Regions from separate parts of the Mus musculus genome. Here all the other regions are linked to region 1. The links are chromatin contacts, called in public promoter capture Hi-C maps. All regions are on one chromosome and are shown on one strand. The core of a region is the stretch at or near the end of the contact, and the rest is flanking DNA. Distances in the headings are between cores, read along the strand shown. Region 1 holds the start of Brip1 (BRCA1 interacting protein C-terminal helicase 1). Region 2 overlaps Bcas3 (breast carcinoma amplified sequence 3). Region 3 overlaps Bcas3 (breast carcinoma amplified sequence 3).

The links. Promoter capture Hi-C pulls out the DNA fragments that hold promoters and counts their contacts.
Region 2: a contact with region 1 is called in a promoter capture Hi-C map of liver, with 2.9 times the contacts expected there. The contact joins the enhancer-like site here to the promoter of Brip1 in region 1. A contact is called at or near these places in 6 of 39 promoter capture datasets (the HPC-7 cell line, embryonic stem cells, frontonasal cranial neural crest and 2 more) and 8 of 115 datasets of contacts at active chromatin or transcription factors (astrocytes, bone marrow-derived macrophages, embryonic forebrain and 4 more).
Region 3: a contact with region 1 is called in a promoter capture Hi-C map of liver, with 2.2 times the contacts expected there. The contact joins the enhancer-like site here to the promoter of Brip1 in region 1. A contact is called at or near these places in 3 of 39 promoter capture datasets (hippocampal neurons and liver) and 2 of 115 datasets of contacts at active chromatin or transcription factors (astrocytes and bone marrow-derived macrophages).

What each region holds. Positions count from the first base shown.
Region 1 is chr11:86,199,026-86,203,008 of GRCm38.p6, reverse strand. It overlaps Brip1 (BRCA1 interacting protein C-terminal helicase 1), which reads left to right and starts at 1,816. Exons shown (of 20, transcript NM_178309.2): 1 at 1,816-1,900. It overlaps Brip1os (BRCA1 interacting protein C-terminal helicase 1, opposite strand), which reads right to left and starts at 1,649. Exons shown (of 7, transcript NR_130959.1): 1 at 1,457-1,649.
Region 2 is chr11:85,426,677-85,430,659 of GRCm38.p6, reverse strand. All of the region lies in intron 7 of Bcas3 (breast carcinoma amplified sequence 3), which reads right to left. Among named protein-coding and RNA genes, the nearest start is that of Bcas3, 76 kb to the right of the region's middle. Within about 2 kb of position 2,134, at least 18 of the 459 cell types and tissues checked have an H3K27ac peak or open chromatin away from gene starts, as enhancers often do.
Region 3 is chr11:85,569,335-85,573,317 of GRCm38.p6, reverse strand. All of the region lies in intron 19 of Bcas3 (breast carcinoma amplified sequence 3), which reads right to left. Among named protein-coding and RNA genes, the nearest start is that of Bcas3os1, 150 kb to the left of the region's middle. Within about 2 kb of position 2,172, at least 25 of the 459 cell types and tissues checked have an H3K27ac peak or open chromatin away from gene starts, as enhancers often do. A contact at or near this core is called in liver, where this site is marked.

The sequences.
Region 1 (3,983 bases), core at 567-3,066:
CTCATTCAGCCCCTGTACCACTTCCCTTACCTTAGTCAAATTGGTGGGGCAGTGTGCTGACCCTTTGAGACCTGCCATCAGAGCCTGGCGGTGGACCTTCAGGTGCTCCCTACCTTTAGGGGTGTTGAAGTCCCAGTTCGGTCTGGTCAATGGGAAGCCTGCATCAATATTCCCTGGCAGGAGGGAAGGGCGCCCACCTGACCCCGGGACATGTATCCTAGCCTCAAGGATTCGCTGCTTTTCCTCTGTGGTAAAGAGAACCTGAAGCAGTTGCTGACTATCTTCCCATGTGGGCTGATGGGAGAAGTGATTCAATTAAGTTAATTAGACCTTGTGGATTCTCAGAAAATGAGGGGTTATGAGTTTTCCAGTTATATAAGTCATTGGAGGAAAACGGCCAATACTGAAAGGCTGATGACCTTGTTCATCCGGGGACCATAGGCCGGGAGGGGCAGAATATGGGCACCCTCAGGAGTTGCCTCCACTGTCTCTGAGTCTCCTGAGCAGGTCCCTCTGACCTGGGGAGGGAGGAGGATGGCGAGTCCCCCTGATTCTCCAGGCGGAATGGGCGGGGCCAAAGGCCCTGCAGCTTGAGCTGCATGAGGAGAGAGAGAGAGAGAGAGAGAGAGAGAGAGAGAGAGAGAGAGAGAGAGAGAGAGGATAAAGGGGAGGGAGATAAAGAAGAAGATCAGTATCCGTGGTGGGGAGAACATCTTTCTTGGGCCTATCCTGAAGGGCGAAGATTGGCACAGCCATTGGTCCTGAAGAGGAACCGGGCGAACACAAGGAGGGGGATCGGTGACTAAATCTTCCCACACTATGATATATGGGACCTGATTAGGGTGGCTCTTCGAGCCAGCACCAAAAATGCACCTCTTGACGGACAATATAAGAGGCAGTGAGAAAGAACCCTCAGGAGGCCATCCAATCTGAAAGGTGGGCCACTCTGACGAGCAAAAAGTAAACCATTTATTTTTCTTCACATTTACTGAGAGATTGTGAGCTCTAGTCTTAACCTCCCTCCAATGTTCTAGAGTAAAACTCGGAGGGGTGGAAGGTCAGTGTCCCATTCTGTCCAAAAATAACGTCAGTCCCAGTCCACACACAAAAAGAAAAACAGAAAGTAAAATACCAACGCGCCCCTGCCACGAGCGCCACAGAAGATACACTGAATAACTTGGTAGTGGTCTCTTTGCCACTGACCCCCAGATGAAGTCGAGCCCTCCCGGATCTCGCGGATCGGATCCGACTTCCCACTCTGAGAGTCTGGAGCGTCCTCCAGGACTCTTCGTTACCGCAGCGTTAAGGTCGCTTCTGGCAACCCCCGGCAGACAACTCCTTTGCAAACCGAAACCAAACTGACTTGCAGCCGACTCAAAATAGAGGGAACAGACGGAATAGACGCGCGGAATAGACGCACGCCAAGGGCGGACACAAAGAGACACAGCCGCGGTACCTGCTCGAACAATCCTCCGGTCTCCTGTCACTGGACCCGCCAGCAGGACGATTCCCGGTCAATGCACCAAATGTAAGACCCGTCTAACGCCCATTTTGTGCTTCTTAAAGTCTCACAGTACAAGAATTTTTTTTTTTCCTTCAAGCAAATGTGCGGAACTTGTCCCAGTCTTTTTCGCGGGGTGGGGTTTGGGGGAGGGGCGGTGCTCGTCTTCCGGTCCCGCCAAGTACTCGAGGGTTGATTTTACTTCGCGGGCTCCCATTGGGCGGTATAGCGTTGGCCTCGTACGATGATTGGCTGTTTCCTTTTCCGGTCTGGCTGTGTGATTGGCTGACTGGGAACCGAGGGGCGGGAGGCGCGAATTCATCTGTGTGGCGCTGCGGAGTGCAGCCTGGAGAGGGAGGAGTGGCTGTACCTTGGTACCTGGCAGCGTCGGAACAGCCGGTGAGGGAGGACTTTCGTACTCGCGAGCTTTCCTTGTAGGTCGGCTCCGCGTTGCCTTCTGTCAAACGTCAGCCGTTCCTTTTCTCTGGGAGCGGGAGCCAGCCGTGGGCAAATGGAAAGGAGGGCGCGGGGAGGGGACGGGCTCCTGCAGGCTGGCGCCGGCGGGCTCTCGGGCTCTATGGTGTGGCTCCCCGTGGACATGTGAGAACTAGGAGCTTGGGGAAGGAAAGCTGAGGGCCAGGGAGCCTGTCCTTACATTCTGTGAACGCAGGCTGGAGGTAGCCCCAGCTTCCGCGGTACTTCTGGAAGGGCTACAGATTTGTTAACCCGCCCCCCCCCCCCCCTTCTCTTAAAGAGACAGGGTCTCACCCTCCAGCTCTGGCTGGGCTGGAACTCGGAGTGCAGACCTGGCTGCCCTCGATCGATCGTACAGAGATCCACCAGAGATTGTTGGGGGCCAGAAGAATTGCGCCACCACATCCGGAAGTGTGATTGTCTGATGAGTTTTGAGAGGAATGTTGCCACAGCTTCAGGCATAGATTGCCATCTCGATTAATTTTAGTAACACAATATTGAGTTTTTGCTTCAGAATAAGCTGTTAGAGTCCATTAAACCTCAGAGGTTTACAGATAAAAATCAGTGATTGGATACTTTTTCTAACAATATCTTTTATTTATTCTTTGATAGTTTATGCATATATACAAAGTATCTTGACCTATCCCCAGTACATCCTTCACACTGCTTCGGGACCCCTTCACACGCCCCTCCCACCCAATGAGTCCAATTAGTACTGCCTGATGGGATGTTGACAGGTCTCCTTGGCTTGATTTTATGCAGGTCTTGTCTGACAGAACAATATTTAGAAATGAAAAATAACTTAAGAGTGGTGGGTTTTTTGGAGCACAGAAGCTGTGGTTAAAGTTATTGACTTCATGACCTGTTGTACCTTCTGTCTTAACCATCTCCATTCACAGACTGAGTTTACCAGATTTTCTCACCACTGTCGAAATTCTTCAGTCAATAAAAGTGTCTGGGAGGTTAGGTGATGCAAACAGTGGGATTTAAATCTATTTTGTTTCAATTATAATCTCCTGATTTCAGAATTACTGAGCTGACTCAGCAGGTAAAGGACTCAACCGAGCTAGCAGTGTTTAATTCCTGAGACCCACATGGTGAGAGGAGGGAACCTATTCTGTCTCCAGAACACTGTCTTCTCACTTCCACACACGTGTCATGCCATGCGGGTTCTCCTCCCCCAGTAAACTAAAAGATGATTTAAAAAAAATTAAGTGAATTTCTGTGGAAAGATACTTTCTCCCTTACAACAATTTTTAAAGTTAGATATTATTGCAGAAAAGAATTTTAGACTTACAGGTGAAAAATGTTAAGTCATAGATACAACCTGTGCTTCCTGCCCATTCATCTGCCTTTTCCTTCTAACTGGGAGAGTGTGAAAAGGGCAAACAGGAATGTACAGAATAAGAGGAAACAGTGAGGCTATGGAATAGCAGAGCTGCTTCAGAAATCTGTTGTATCTATAAGTTGAATATATGTAATCAAACTTGTTATAGGAGCTTGTGTTTCATCTGCCATGTACAGTATGTTTTTACATTATTTAACTTTTACAGCAGTCTTATAAGGCTTGTTTCTGTTAGGACTCCTATTCTGTACCTGAGGACATGGAGTTCTAGAAAAGTGACTTGCCTTACATCATAACTAATACATCATGGAGTGCCAGTCTAGACTGGTCAGACTCTAGTACGTATGTGCTCTTGACCCTGAGATTTATTTATAAGGATAAGATTTTTTTTTATTTCTATTACTTTTATATATGTGCTTATTAATTCCAGTTTTTATTATCAGACTTCAGCTCTATTGCTAGGTGTCTGGTTTTCTTTGAATGACATTATTTCGATATGTAAACTGTAATCCTTTTTATATTTGTGAGTGTATGTGTGGATGGCTATGCCAGGTAAATGCAGGTTATTGCAGAAGCCAGATAAGGTTGTGGGAGTCCTTGGAGCTGGAGTTACAGGCATTTGTAAGGTGCCTGATGTGGGCTCTGGGAATCCATCTCGCCAAC
Region 2 (3,983 bases), core at 885-3,384, 770 kb after region 1:
GCAGGGCAATCAAAGCACCTTCTCCATCTCATCCTTACAAGTGCCTTTGCCTACACCCACATCAGGACAGTTAGCTCTCTGCTTTAACCCTCACTGAACTTGCTGTTTGAAAAACAAAATGCTAATAGAGTCTGAGCCATAGCCCTCACCATCATGATTTTGTGACAGAATAAAATCAGTATCAAGAACTCAATCCAATGCCTTTGTAAACAATGAACTTAAGGGGAATAAAACTGCCTTATGATAGAATAACAGTAATAACCCTTGAATACAAAAATATATTTTTAAATAATATCCATTTGTTTATGAGCATAAAACAATAATACTTTGATGGGATTATGATGTTGTCAATGTTTTCCAATAAAATAAGAAAAAATACAAAAGAATTCTTTTTCAAAAGCCAAACTACTTGGTCCACACTACTGTGCAGTATGAGTAAGAACTACCCAGGCATAAAGGGGCACCATGGCTCCACGGAGCACACAGCAGAACGAACCTCCAAGGGCCCTGCAAAACACAGCCTCCTCACTTCACGCCATATGACCTTTCCCACTAAGTGACTATGCACAACTTCCTGTCTCACCTCTTTCCCATTCATGGTCTAAAAGACACTGGGGACTTATGCTGCAATCTAGGGTCTGTTCTACCCAGGCCTGTGCCACAAAATCATGTTTTGTGCTATTACAGTTGAACTGACATTGCTCAAACATAAAGAGACACTAATTGACAGCATTCAGTAGCTGGAATGCCAGTAGGGGACAGCAAAGGTAATTGATTCTAAGTGACTACAAATGGAAAGATGTGATTTCAGAACCCAACCTCATGGGAAACCTCCTGGAACAGAGGCAAGGAAGGACACATACTCCCTACCTGTCCTGGCCACTGGAATCCCATACTGATCTACAGAGGTTCCTAGAATGCATAAAACTACCCACACACATCTAAAGCGACGTCACCCAGCAATTCTGCTCCTAGTTATCAATGCCAAAGAATCAGAAATGAACACTGTGTGAGGAAGTATGTGCGTGTGCACTTGTGCATATGTGCATTCGTGTATCTAGAAATTAGCACTCAAAGCCACTGGAAGAAATAAATAAAGATGGTACTTGAGAGTTAGGAAGAGCAAGACATTTAAAAGTGGTTCATACCACTATTAGTTTTTATTAGCCCCTACTAACTTTTTATCTCTGCACAGCTTGTTGCCTGCAAAGATGAGGTTGTCTTTAACCTTAATGACACTAGCACATGTAATTCTTTGCTCTCAAGGGTTGATCTGCACTTTTTAGGACGTTTCTCAGCACCCTTGATTCTATCCATTATAGAAGCCACACGCCTCCTCCTACCCTCCCACACAACTGTCACAAGAAACTGTCAAGCAACCTGTGAGGACAGCCTTTTCTTCTTCCCATGTGGAAACAGTACCTTGTCTTACTACTGGAGAAGTAGATGGTAGAGGCCCCAGTGTGCCACAAAAACAACATTAAAAACTCTTCTTAGAATTAAAAGAGCAAGCATTTGAATCAGGCAGTTCTTTGAGACTGCTATCTAAATGGCACGCTAGGTGACCTACAAGAAGCATCTTAAAATCATATACACAATGTATGATTAACCCAGTAGCAAACAAAGATCCCTTATATTTTACTGTGTCTGTGTTATAATTTACTCAGTAAATTACATCCATATAGTCTTTGATTATAACAGATTTCAACCTTAGTTAAAGCAAATTACCTTCCTAGAAACCTCAGTTCTCTAATACAATAAAATCATCAAGTAACACAATTAGTGACATTTGGAAAGCTTTTATTCTGGTTAAATACCATATACTATATCAGCACAAGATCTGGCTGGAAGTGACGCTGCAGGCACTCATATTGTTCCAGATATTGAAAAGAACTGATAGAGCCTGGGAGTTCGAGACCATTCAGGACACCAAAGAGGGCCTTTATCACAACAAAACACACACACACACACACACACACACACACACACACGTCTTCCTGGAATATGACTTTAAAACTAAGCCATGTGAAAACCCCATGTTGCTCATGTTAACTGCTGGTCTCTCTCCACTGCATCCTTAAGATAATCACAGCAGACCAGTGCTCTCTTTGCAGAATTACTCACTGCACACACGCTCTGTTCTGCCAGCAGAGTAAGCGTGCCTGGGTGGAATTCCACAAAGTCAGAATCTATGCAGATGTTCCTTCCCGTTTGGTTTCCTTTAATTTGCAAATCTTGTAATCTAAGCCTGAAGTTGACTGAACCAACATTTAAACCAGCAGAGCAATATCAGCCAAAAACTCAATCTGTTTTCTATTTAAATGTCAAGACTGCATCCTTTTTGGTGGCTGAAAAAAAACTGTTGTTTTGAAATGATTACACAGTGGAACTGCAAGCCCTTTAGTAGTTTTATGAACTGCTTCTAAAAGGAAAGCTATGCTTTTAAAAGCCTTGAGGTTATGGAGCGGAAGGGAAACGTGGAACACAGAGATGCTTACTTTTATATTTCTAACTACCCATTGAAGGTACCTTAAACTAGACAACAGCAAAGAAACTTTCTTAAAGTTTATCACCGAGTCAAGATTGAAGTGCTACCCTGAGCCTTACTATCTTGAAGCAAGCTTCTTCCACCAAGGGGAGGGACACACAAGGATGCATTACAGCTGGGCATGAGAAAACTAATGTGGGGGTGGCCATGCTCATTATCTTGATTGGAGTGATGGTTTCACGGGTATATACAGATGTCAAAATGTATCAAACTGCACACATTAAGGAGGTGCAGTTAATCATGTTTCAATTATGCCTCAATAAAGATATATGTACAGCATTATACACATGAGCTTCTGTAGGGAATATAAACAAATTACAATTTTTCCGTGGAAGTAAAGATCCCTAAAAAGCAGTCCTAGCGTAGCCCACGAGGACTGGCAAAACAGAACAAAAACAGCAGAGGTGAACAAGCTCCACCCCCCAAAAGCTTTTATCCCAACTCAAAATCAGATAACTACATCAATATACAGAAAAGGCATTCCCAACAGTGAATAGAACTCTCTACTGTTCCTATCCTGGGATTCAAATCAGCGACTATGTGCCACGCCTAATGCATACCAGACTGCAGTGAAAACTCTGCCTCACCTAATCAGCATGGTGCCCCTGGATCACTCCCACGGTTCAAGATTACGGATCCCAAGAACAAGGACTGACAAGAACTGCTGCTCTTCATCTGCAATTTACTTCTGAATCTTTTCTCTAAAGTCTTCACAGTTTCCATTATTCCTATACATTTAGCCATAGCATGGAGACTAACTATAAAGCATCAATTTTAGGTTAATCCTTAGTGAAAAAAACTATAGAACAAGGAACAAGCAGAAATGAAACAAGATTCACCATTGATGGGTCAGCATCTTGTGTCATTACATCCAAGTTTCCTTCAAAAACATCTTTATTCAAATCTGAGTTCAGTCCCTAGAACTTACTTTAAAAAAAAAAAGGAGCAGTAGCAGCAACATTCTTACAGTAAAACGGGAGGCAAACACAGAACTTGTGAGAAGCTTGCTGACCAGTACCTCACAGGCCACACAGAGTAGAAAAGACAAGACGGAGCCTGTCTCAAAGGGGAGTGGAGGAAAGGTGACAACAAGAGGTGTCATCTGACTCACACGCATACACTGTGGCATGCACCTAAATATACATGCAACATATATACTAACAATTAATTAGTGACTTAGTCAGTCGGTTAAAGGAGCGTGCCTTAAATGCCAGCATTCAAGAGGCAGGAGAATAATAATAATAATTCAAGGCAGTCTGATCTACATAACAAGTTTCAGGCCAACATGTGTGACCTGTCTTTAAAAAAAAAAAAAGAAGAAGAAAAAAGACGAAGAGGATCCCCTTAAATACCACACAATAAAAACAAGAACAACAGCATAATTACTTGAGGCTCTACATAGTGACTAGAATCCTTTTCTTTATAATGTCTGTAA
Region 3 (3,983 bases), core at 923-3,422, 630 kb after region 1:
GTGGGTGCTAAGAACTGAAACCAGGTCCTCTACAAGGGCAATAAGCATTGTTATCCACCAAGCCATCTCGGCAGCACCAAAAATGAGACTATTCTTGATCCTACTTAATACTTTGTGTATCTTGCAAGCCCAATCTGAAAGAAACAAGACACAGACCAACTACCTGAAGAAAAATTGTTAGCACCTTTACAAACATTTGTCAGCCTTATTATTTTTCTAGATTTATTTTATGTATATGAGTGTGTTGCTTGCATGTATCTATGTGTACCACACGTTGTGCCCGTTACCTTCCCATGGAGGTAAGAAAAGAGAGTAAGACCCCCTGGAATTAGAGTCACAGCTGTAAGCCAGCATGGAATGCTGGGACCTCTACAAGAGCAGCAAGTGCTCAGCAGCCTTTCTAGTCTCTTATCAGCTATTTTTAGATAATAAACAAAGAAAAGGAGAAGGAACTTCAAGATATACAGCTCACCATTTATATCCCTACTATAGCTACAAGGATTAACAGTGCGTCTTATCACGCTACATGCAAAGGAAATACTGTCAAGTTACTTTAAAATAGCACCAGGCAGGCCAGGATGAGCACATGAGCACATGGTTACAAGGTAACTTTGAAGCAGACTGTTTATAGTATGTGTTCTCAGAGAAGCAAACATGCAGAGAGCAAGTAAACAGAAACAACAACAACAACCTCACCTAGTGTATTTTGATGTCACACGTTGACTAATTGCAAGAGACTGAGATAAGGGAGCATTGCTCACAAACACAGCTGCCCTCATCCAACCTCCCTTCCCAAGTGACAGAGTCCTTCCTACTTTAAAGCTATGCTGAAAAACTGAACAAAATTTAGATCTACTTAAGAACACAACCAACAGTTAGAAATCCACATTCTACGTGTATCAGGAGCACCAGCAAGGTCAGGCCAGCAGTGGACTGTTGTGAATACACTTTAGATTCAGGGTCAGAGTGTTTGTTTTCCATACCCTATGAAATCCCCACCCCACAGAAAAAGATGAAAAGCCCCTTGAAGCTGAAGTACTTAGTGAAGACCTAAGAAGCCAATAATGCGCCAGCAGTTTTGAGTCCTTTAGGTTATTTCAGGGAACAATGAGTCTTTTTCTAGCTACAGAGAACTTTGTGAATTCGATGACATCATGCTGCCCTGAATGAAGCAGCTCCCACTGAAGGTTCACCCAAAGGGCAACGGTGATAAACTCTCATTCAAGGACAAACTTTCACATATATTTGGTTCTTATTAAAAGCAGCATTTCTTTAACGGGCCTACAATATGAATGTGCTCTGAAGCAAACTCTGCTTCCAATGAGAAAGCACTTCGGCCTCCAGGGAGAACTGGTGGGCAATGCAGCTTCTTATTGTAAAAATGAAAATCTGCCTCTATAAACTAAGTCTCCAGAGCAAACAACCAGCAAAGTGAACACGCAGTTCCCAATGAGCCAAGCATCCCAGAAGGAACACGACCACCGTCTGTGCCTAAAGTAGTAACGAGTCCAAACAGCTAAGCAAGTCATTTTCTACCTATCAACGTAACAACATTTGTTAATTTTCAATGACTATGAAAAAAAGGAGAAAGTCATCATCTAAAAAGATAACACGCCTAAAATCCCTGAAAGCATGGTTAGTATCAGACTCCACTGCTACTGACAACATGGATGGAGCACCAGCAGTGCACTGAACCTGTGAGGTTGCAACCTCATTTCCGGCCTGCTTATTAGCAGGCATGCTTTGCAACAGCCCAACAGTAGTGTGACAATACATACAGAAACAAGTGTCTCCAAGGTTTATATTAAATGGATCAATGATCTTCCCTGCACCTAGGCCCTAGGGTACCATAGATGCTCACTAATTAATTATTAAAATTTTCTAGCATTCACTCATTGCCCATCTCTGGTTTCACTTTCCTTTTCTTCCACATTCCCAGAAGAACAGTCACCAGCAATGTATAATTAGAAAAATGACATATACTTATTGTCTGCAAGAGAATACACTTCCCTGAATAGCCTTCAACTCCGGGTACATCTTATCCCTCTCTCGCCAGTTTCCTTTTCCAGATTCTCAAAGTCTCATTCAACCACATGACTAAGGACCTTTCATTTGTTATTCTTGTTGCCCTAGAGGTCATTTTGCATTGTGTGTCTGGACAAGTGATATCTGGAGGCAGCCTGGCAGGGCTCAGTATGACCATAAAGATCTCGTAAAGTGAAGTACATAACAGAGCCTAATGGACTGCCTGCAGTTCTGGCTAGATCAGCAACTCTGCTGAACAAAAGTTCAAAACCATCCCAATGCACAACTTGGAACTGAACAGACTTTGGCAACGTCTTCAAGACATCTGCAACTAAGGTCAAGGAAGAGCTAGACACAACCGCATGTCCATAATGCCAACTTAATATGTGCATCTGCAACTCACTCAGCAGAAGACTTCAACACACACACATGTGAAATGACAGCACGGGAACTAAAATGTAACTCCTCCCTTACTGCAGTGTCTACAAAATCTTGCTGAGAACTTCTGAATTAACACTATCATGTTACAGTGTGGGCACATGCAAAGGGGCATGGGTAGGGGGTGGGGGATGGGTCACGGGGAGGTGAGCAGTGGGGAAAAGAGGCTTAGGGTGCAGCTCAACAGTAAAGTGTTGCTCTAGCACATGCAAAGATCTGCATCCAGGCCCCAGGGATTGAAATTAAAGAGAAGAGGGGACAGAGGCAAGGGAGGAAGATGTAGGGAGGGAGGGAGGGATGGAGGGAAGGGGGGAGGGAGGGGGGAGAGAGAGAGAAGAGAGAGACAGAGACATGAAGAGAGAGAGACAGAGACTGATCTGAGTAGATCAGTAACAGTAGCTGCAGCCTTACAACCAATTACTTTAATTCACATACATGCATTATAGTTGTACTTCTTACACCAATAATCAGGTCTTTATTTTACAGTCAAAGATTATAAATGTGCCAGACTTTATAAAAGAATAACGTAAGAAAGGGTATATACTTTGAACTAATGAAAAATGAAAGAAACACTCATTTGGCTCTTTAATAATCGGACATCAAGATTTTATACAAAAAACAAAACAAAACAAATTCTGGGGTGACAGAACTCGTCTGGAAACTCGGTGGCCTGGGCCTGATCACCAGCACCACGAGACACACCCACAAAACCAAAACAGAGCAGAGGGACCATTTACAAAAGCAAAAATTATTTTGCACAGAGTTAATGCAGTGTCTTCCATACTTTACTTGTTTACTGCTGAATATTATTCTAGGAAAGTCTAGGTCATTATACAGCAGAAAGAAAGAAATAGACATTTTCTCTTGCATAAGCGAAAGAGGCAAAGTTATCTTGGCATGAAAAGAGAAAAGCTTTTAAACCCTGGAAGACAGCAACATTTTTAACCCATACAAAGGAACACATTTCAGAATCCTTATAAACAATCCTTAAAGATACACAACGTGTTCCTTTAGGTCCAAATAGATCAGTTAAAAACACAGAAGCAAGAATCACTAACAATCACCTAAGGGCTCTGTCCAAAAACAAAACAACATTCTCCAAAGTTGATCTTCTACTGTGACACAATGCCAGCCACCAGGAGCTCTCCAAACCACTGTGTCCATGGCACCTATAGTTATAGAGTTTAATCAGCAGATGCATAGTGAAGTGCTCAGGGGAAAGGCACAGCAAAAGGCTTCCCTCTTACACCTTGTGCACGTGCACGAAGAAACAAAACCAAGGACAGGTACCAGGTAGATCCACAAAACAATCTGCTGTATTTTGTGAATTTTAGACCATTTCTATTATTTTTCCTAACTTTATTTTATTCTTTTTCCAATGCTGGGGATCAAACAGAGAACCTGAGAGGCATCCCCATTCCCAACATTTGAAAAGAACTGGATCTGTGACTTCTCATGGGAGTACTGACCATCATCTTGACTCCTTTCTTAGCTATGGGGTGAACCATGTGAACGAGGGT